Linked DNA regions of Zea mays: region 1 is linked to region 2. A link is a contact called in public Hi-C data. All regions are on one chromosome and are shown on one strand. Each heading gives the region's core, a stretch centred on a gene start, on an enhancer-like site or on the middle of the called end of the contact. The rest is flanking DNA. Distances are from core to core; before and after follow the strand shown.

Region 1 (3,145 bases), core at 79-2,578, 670 kb after region 2:
GACTAAAGGAACAAAGACATATTCAACATGATCTGGTAATGGTATGAATTATACAGATCACCCATAAGGTCACTTTCACAAATCACAAAAATGGACATGATTGAAAATAACAGGTGATGTTCACAGGTGAAAGGGAGAGCACATGACCGGCAGCATCAACACATGCTTGTGGCTGACAGATGCAGAACGTCTCAGGACAGAGAGGGAAGACAAACAAACAGCAAAGAGGGACCATACTGTAGTAGGCTTAAATCTAATGATCTTCCTGCAGCAGAGCACCGTGTAGCTTGACCTCTTCCCCTACCAGTCTGCTCTGCATTTTAAATTTTAATAGTTTGCCAACTGCTTGCTATTTCTTTCCATATCACATTCTCACCTAATGGTTGGTATATTATGAAAATGTTAAGACGGGCATTGCCCCTTCACTAATGTGGCCTGCAGATAAATCACATGTGCACCTTATACTATGAAGAATTAACATAAAGCATACACATCCTGCGACCTTAACCTTACATACATATGTTGGCGAGATGAGCAGCCAGAGCCAGCCGAGGGAACAGACAGGAGGAGGGGGGTTACCTTCCCTACGAGGAATAGGGGGATGACGAACGCCGGGACGGTGGACACCAAGCCAAGGATCAGGTACTCCAGCTCCGTGAACCTCTGCACATGGCACAAGAAGCCAAGAACGGGTAGAAAGGTAAATAGTAATATATTAGACGTAGTTTATTCACCCGCTCCGATCACGTCGTCCAAGATCCAATCGAGAACCCGATCCATGGACCGGCCAACAACCAACCGAGAATCATGCGGCTGGCTACACAAGACGATGGTGACGAGATGGAGGAGCACCTCGTAGAGCTTGAATGGGACGACGACACCGAGGCAGAGCGTGAGCCAGAAGGGCGTGTAGAGCAGGAAGAAGGCCTCCCCCCAGCGCTTGCTGCCGTCCGCCGCCAACCACGCGCTCCTCTTCCCCGCGCCGCCGCCGCCCCTGGGCTTCGCCCCCGGCCGCCGCGCAGCTGCGAGAGGGAGGAGAGGAGAACCCCGCGGGTCAGATACGCGTGCGCGGGCCGCTCCTGGAAACAAGCGCGTGCGCGGGACCCACCCGCGCCTGCCATTGCCGGGCTGGTTCCGCTTGCACCTCCCTCCCGCAGGACGGCAGGGCGCCGGGAGAGGGATGATGGAATCGAATCGATAAATCGGAGGCTCGGAGCCGAACAGACCAGGCCACTGGCCACCGAGAGTGTAAGGGGGCGTTTGGTTGCCTTGTCCGGTGGTGCAGCTGCATCTACACATGCAAAAAGTAGTGTTTGTTTGGTTCGTTGTATCGCACGAGACAGGCTAGCACGGAACTTAAGGTCTGTTTGGTTCACTGCCTAACTTGCCATACTTTGCCTAACTTTTCTGTCTAAGGTTAGTTCTTCAATTCGAACGCCTAACCTTAGATAAAGTGTGGCGCAGTTAGCCACGAACCAAACAGGCCCTTAAAGCGCCGCGAGCCAGGCCCGGCAGAAACGCATCGCGCGGCCGCACGCGCGCGGCCAGGCTCCGCTCAGCCAGCTCTTTACTCGTGCACGCATATCGAGACACGTTTTTAATTGGTTTTTTCATTATATCGTCTAATTAAAAGATTTAATCACCGAACCGATTTCATATCCGCGTTCCTGACATTTTTGCGAACGAAACTAGACCACTCATACTATATATATTTCAAATAAAAAAATTACGTGATTAAGATTAATATATAATTAGTGTATATTAACATGTAATTAGTATCTATTAAGCAATTTACCATATAATTAGTGTCTATTAATAGATTTTTTAATTTATTTAACAATTTTTTTAACTCATGCACCATGTACTCATGCAAGCAACCAAACAACATCTCTTGTGAACCAGACTGGCCACATACACACAACCAAACACGCTATACTGCATGCACTCAGCCAGTCCAGTCTGAGCCAGGCTCACTAGATACGAGCCAGGCTCACCCATACAAGTAACCAAACGCCCCCTAAAGCGCAGTGCGTGTCCTCTCTCTCTCACTCTCAAAAAAAAAGGCGTAGTGTGTGTGGGCCGGGAGGGTCCCAGACTACTGCGCAATCAGAATGGCCCATCTTCTGGCCACTTCGATGTGTATCGACACTTTTTTTTTATTTAGCCTTGTTCACCAATCCGTACCGTTCTACGGAGTACTTATACTAAAAATTATATCAATTCAAGCGCTTTGCTTATACTTTGTGTATGTACATGCATGTCTTGTAGTTTATTCATGTCTATTTAACTTGGACTCTTTCAGTTGGCCTCTTGAAGCGCTTTGCTTTACAAAGTCAACTAGATTGGTTAGCTCTTCAAAGTTCAAACACAGTTCAAATAGTTTCTGGATAGTATAAGTTTTACAGCAGTCTAGTTCCATGTGGTGTGGAGTTAGAGAAGTTTATGGAATTACCTATCCGCCACTGATTATGTATGTAGCGGTTCGTTTCTTTCATTGAAGTAATAAATGTTGTGTAATTAAAAATACCAGTTCTTTTAATTTATTCTAAAACCCATTCAAGTAATGATTATTATGTAGTTAAAATGTCTAGGTTTAAGCTTTTGACTTAGCACGAGAGCTCGTCCTTTTCAATTTATGATGAAATTCGTTGAAGCAATAAGGTTGTTAAAAACAACGCTAGAAGGAGGGCTTGAACCTCCGACCTTGTGGTTAACAGCCACACGCTCTAACCAACTGAGCTATTCCAGCTTTGGTGATTTGAATAAACCCACAGCTATTTATATGCTAGTACATACTATTTTTCTACTTTTATGGTGCTAAGAAGGTTTGCATTAAGATGTTTTGTGAACCTAATGCCGATTGAAACTGACCAAAATAAGTTGGAACTTAAAGCTAAACTGATCATAGAGCACCACGTAGAGTTCCAGAAGTTAGAACAATTTCAAAATAAACTCTTAACCAGAGCTTGATCTCGTTAATTAAGGACATACTTCCATGAATTCACCAACGAGTAAAACAAAATCTAACTACTGAATGGAAGCAGTTGCATCTAGCCATGGATCTGATCCGACTGGAAGACTGTCTGGAAACATTTTTTAATTTGTAGAGTACTTTCAAGAACTCATCAATCGTCCCTTCCCTGTA
Region 2 (2,910 bases), core at 216-2,715:
AATGGATCAGATACCACAAGTACAAAGCTGAGCCAAGTATAGTGAAGATGAGATTCTGATTGTGTTGGGGGGGGGGGGGGGGGGGAATGGTTCTGATTCCTGAAAATGCAATGCTGATGGATTGAACCCATGGTTACTGCCAAAGCGAGTTGTGCACAGCACTACAGCAAACAGACCCAACAACTATGTACTGCCAGATGGCTAGTTCACCCTGGAGGCTCGTATGCCATGCGCCACCATTCAGTTGCAATCCTACACATCCCGGAGTAGAAACAGAGTGTTGGAAAAGCTGAAATAATAGACCACAACAGTTGCTGACCTGCTTCTTTCCATGCTTCGGCAACCCCAGCTGATTTAAGATATCTTTGAGCTCCTTTATTCTAAAATACGCAAGTTTATCCTGTGACAAACAAGGGTCAACATGTGAGATATTCAAGAGTGCCGTTACACGTTGCTGCGCACGTGAAGTACACCGCCACACTTGCCATGTTTGATCCATGGACCAAAAAAACAGGACTACCAACTCTACAACGATTTATTAGGAGTGAATTTTGTCGGTTTGCCATGTGCAAGCTAGGAGTAGCTTGAATGAGTACTGCGTCATGTGACAGAAGGAACCAACACTAGCCTATCAATCAGTACAGTACATGAGGAGCTGATTCTGTTAGTTGTAAACCAAGCGCATAGTCTGCATGTTTATCACTTTAGAAAGTCTGAATAAAGAGACAACACAACAGAGAAGCTGCTTGTTCTTTTCGCAACACCAAAAACAGCCTCTGCTCTTCGTTTGTCTAGGTGAGATTGAGTGATCGTTGATTCATTCCAGTGCACAGATTCGCGTTGCCGGTATACATCGCCGGGACGTGAGCTCAACAGATTCGGTGGCTCAGGCAGCATAGAACACCTCCCAACAACACACACAGCCCCAAAACTCGGGGCTGGACTACGGCGGGCAGCAGATTAAGAGGCCGAACCGCAGTTGGAAATAAGGCAGTGGTGCCAGCAAGCGCTGGGAAAAACTAGGGTCCGAGCTCTCACTCTCTCAGCCAGCTCAGGCCCATCCATCCATCTAAACCTCGGCGCGGAATTAACCGCCGGGCGGCAGCGGGGCGGGAATCCCCCGGGGAATTCGAGGGGGAAATCGACAGGGATCAGGTGGCGAACTGGGCTCGGGCGGGCGTATACCTTGCTGGTGGAAGCGAGGTCCGACATGGCAGGCGCCCGCGCGAGGAGAACGCCCGGAGGGGCACGACCATGGGGAGGAGGCGATCGGGGCCCCGGGCGCCGGCAAGGAGATCCGGGGGTGCCGAATTCGCGGCCGCTGCTGCGGCGGGGCTCCCTCGCGTGGCGCCTCTGTGGCCTCCGCCGTATGCGTCGACGAAGGTTGCCTGGACGGGGGCGGGGTTTTCCTCTCTCACTCACTCTCTCTCCCTCTCTCCACCTCGCTCTTGTCTGCCTTGGCTCGCACGTGCTTGTGGGACGGGTTCGTCGAGAAGGAGAGGAAGAGAAAGAGGGGTTTCTCTCTCCTATTCTCAGCCCGTCAGCCGCCGCCGCGGCGGACGTTATCGGCCGCTGTCAAATCCGGTTTTTGGCGGGGACGTACGAATCCGCGACCCACCGAAGCCGGCGTGGGGGTTGGTTCGTTTTTACTGCTTAAACCGTGTCCTGTTCGTATTCCCATCTAAAATGGGATTGGGAACATATCAGGTGCAAACTAACTCATTTGTACAACCGTGCGAATTTCTAATCTAAATTATATAATGTTGATCCAATAAACGCAGGGACGTGGATAATTTTATACTTAACTGTCCGCTGCTAATCACACCTTTTCAAAATTCCCCTTCCCACTCCTCTGCGCGTTCCCTTGGATTAACATCATGTGTTCAGATTAGAAGTTTGCACGGTTGCACGGAGGAGTTGGTTTGCACCAGATACGTTCCCATCTAAAATAGTAAAAACTAATAACTTCATTCTTAACTAACTAAGTGCATGTGCGTTGCGACTGCACATAAATTGTTGAGGGAGATCTATGGCTGCTCGTCAAGGTCGATGATAGGCTATCGTTGCTGCTAGGCACCATCATCCGAATAAGGATAGAAGTATCCGGGATAGAAAGGAGCGTGAAGTTCTACACAAAACCAAACAGGTGTTTGGTGACTCTCATCTTGCGAAACACGATGAAGATAATCTTGCATGGATGACAAAGATAACATTAAAAAACTACAAGATTGATTAAGCTAAAGTAAACGCTCAACATCCACAGACAAGTATTGTAGTGCAGTGCACTTTAATACACAAACGCTCTCAATGCTCACCTCCGTCTGTAGTTCATAACACCTCATGCAAATTCGTCCCCTATCAAAGAACATGCTGAAGTAAAAAAAGTCTCGTATGATCCATCATCATTGACTGAAAAGTGAAATTGTAGGGTCACACCACACTATTTGTGATAGCATCATCGCTTGGTCATTCACACAAGTGAAAAATGGATTTGCGAGAGCAGTAAAAATAGAAGTGAGCAGCCGTCCATTTCATTGAAGACTTCATTTTACCAACAAAATAGTGGTATGGGCAGCTCGAAAACTAATTCTAAAACCTAAAATTTTGTGATACCCATGAACACCACCAATAAACACCACCAGGAGCGGGCTCAGACTTTGATTCTGGCAGCCGCGTCAATACCTGTCAGCGTAATTTGAGGCTGTTGTGCATCATTGCTCTATTTTTTATTATTTTCAACAATTCGTTTCAAACTTGCAGCCTGTTGGTTTCATAGGGGCTTGCAGAAGCTAGTGTCTGCATTTTTTGAGTTCCCTAGCATGTCACTATATGGTCCATAGAATGTTTTTGCTTCACAAAAGAGAATTCTGTTCTCACACATTCCATTCTTTTGGAATAAAAAATATTTAT

Evidence for each region. Hi-C and Micro-C count contacts between places; a contact is called where the count stands out from the background.
Region 1: a contact with region 2 is called in a Hi-C map of ear, with 2.5 times the contacts expected there. The contact joins the promoter of LOC100283632 here to the promoter of LOC100381570 in region 2. A contact is called at or near these places in 3 of 25 Hi-C or Micro-C datasets (ear, endosperm and leaf).

The regions. Positions count from the first base shown.
Region 1 is chr6:36,002,660-36,005,804 of Zm-B73-REFERENCE-NAM-5.0, forward strand. It overlaps LOC100283632 (cycloeucalenol cycloisomerase), which reads right to left and starts at 1,329. Exons shown (of 8, transcript NM_001156533.2): 1 at 1,109-1,329; 2 at 853-1,022; 3 at 580-663. The coding sequence starts at 1,121. It overlaps TRNAN-GUU (transfer RNA asparagine (anticodon GUU)), which reads right to left and starts at 2,749; the gene lies at 2,676-2,749.
Region 2 is chr6:35,329,414-35,332,323 of Zm-B73-REFERENCE-NAM-5.0, forward strand. It overlaps LOC100381570, which reads right to left and starts at 1,466. Exons shown (of 17, transcript NM_001361448.1): 1 at 1,186-1,466; 2 at 320-400. The coding sequence starts at 1,212.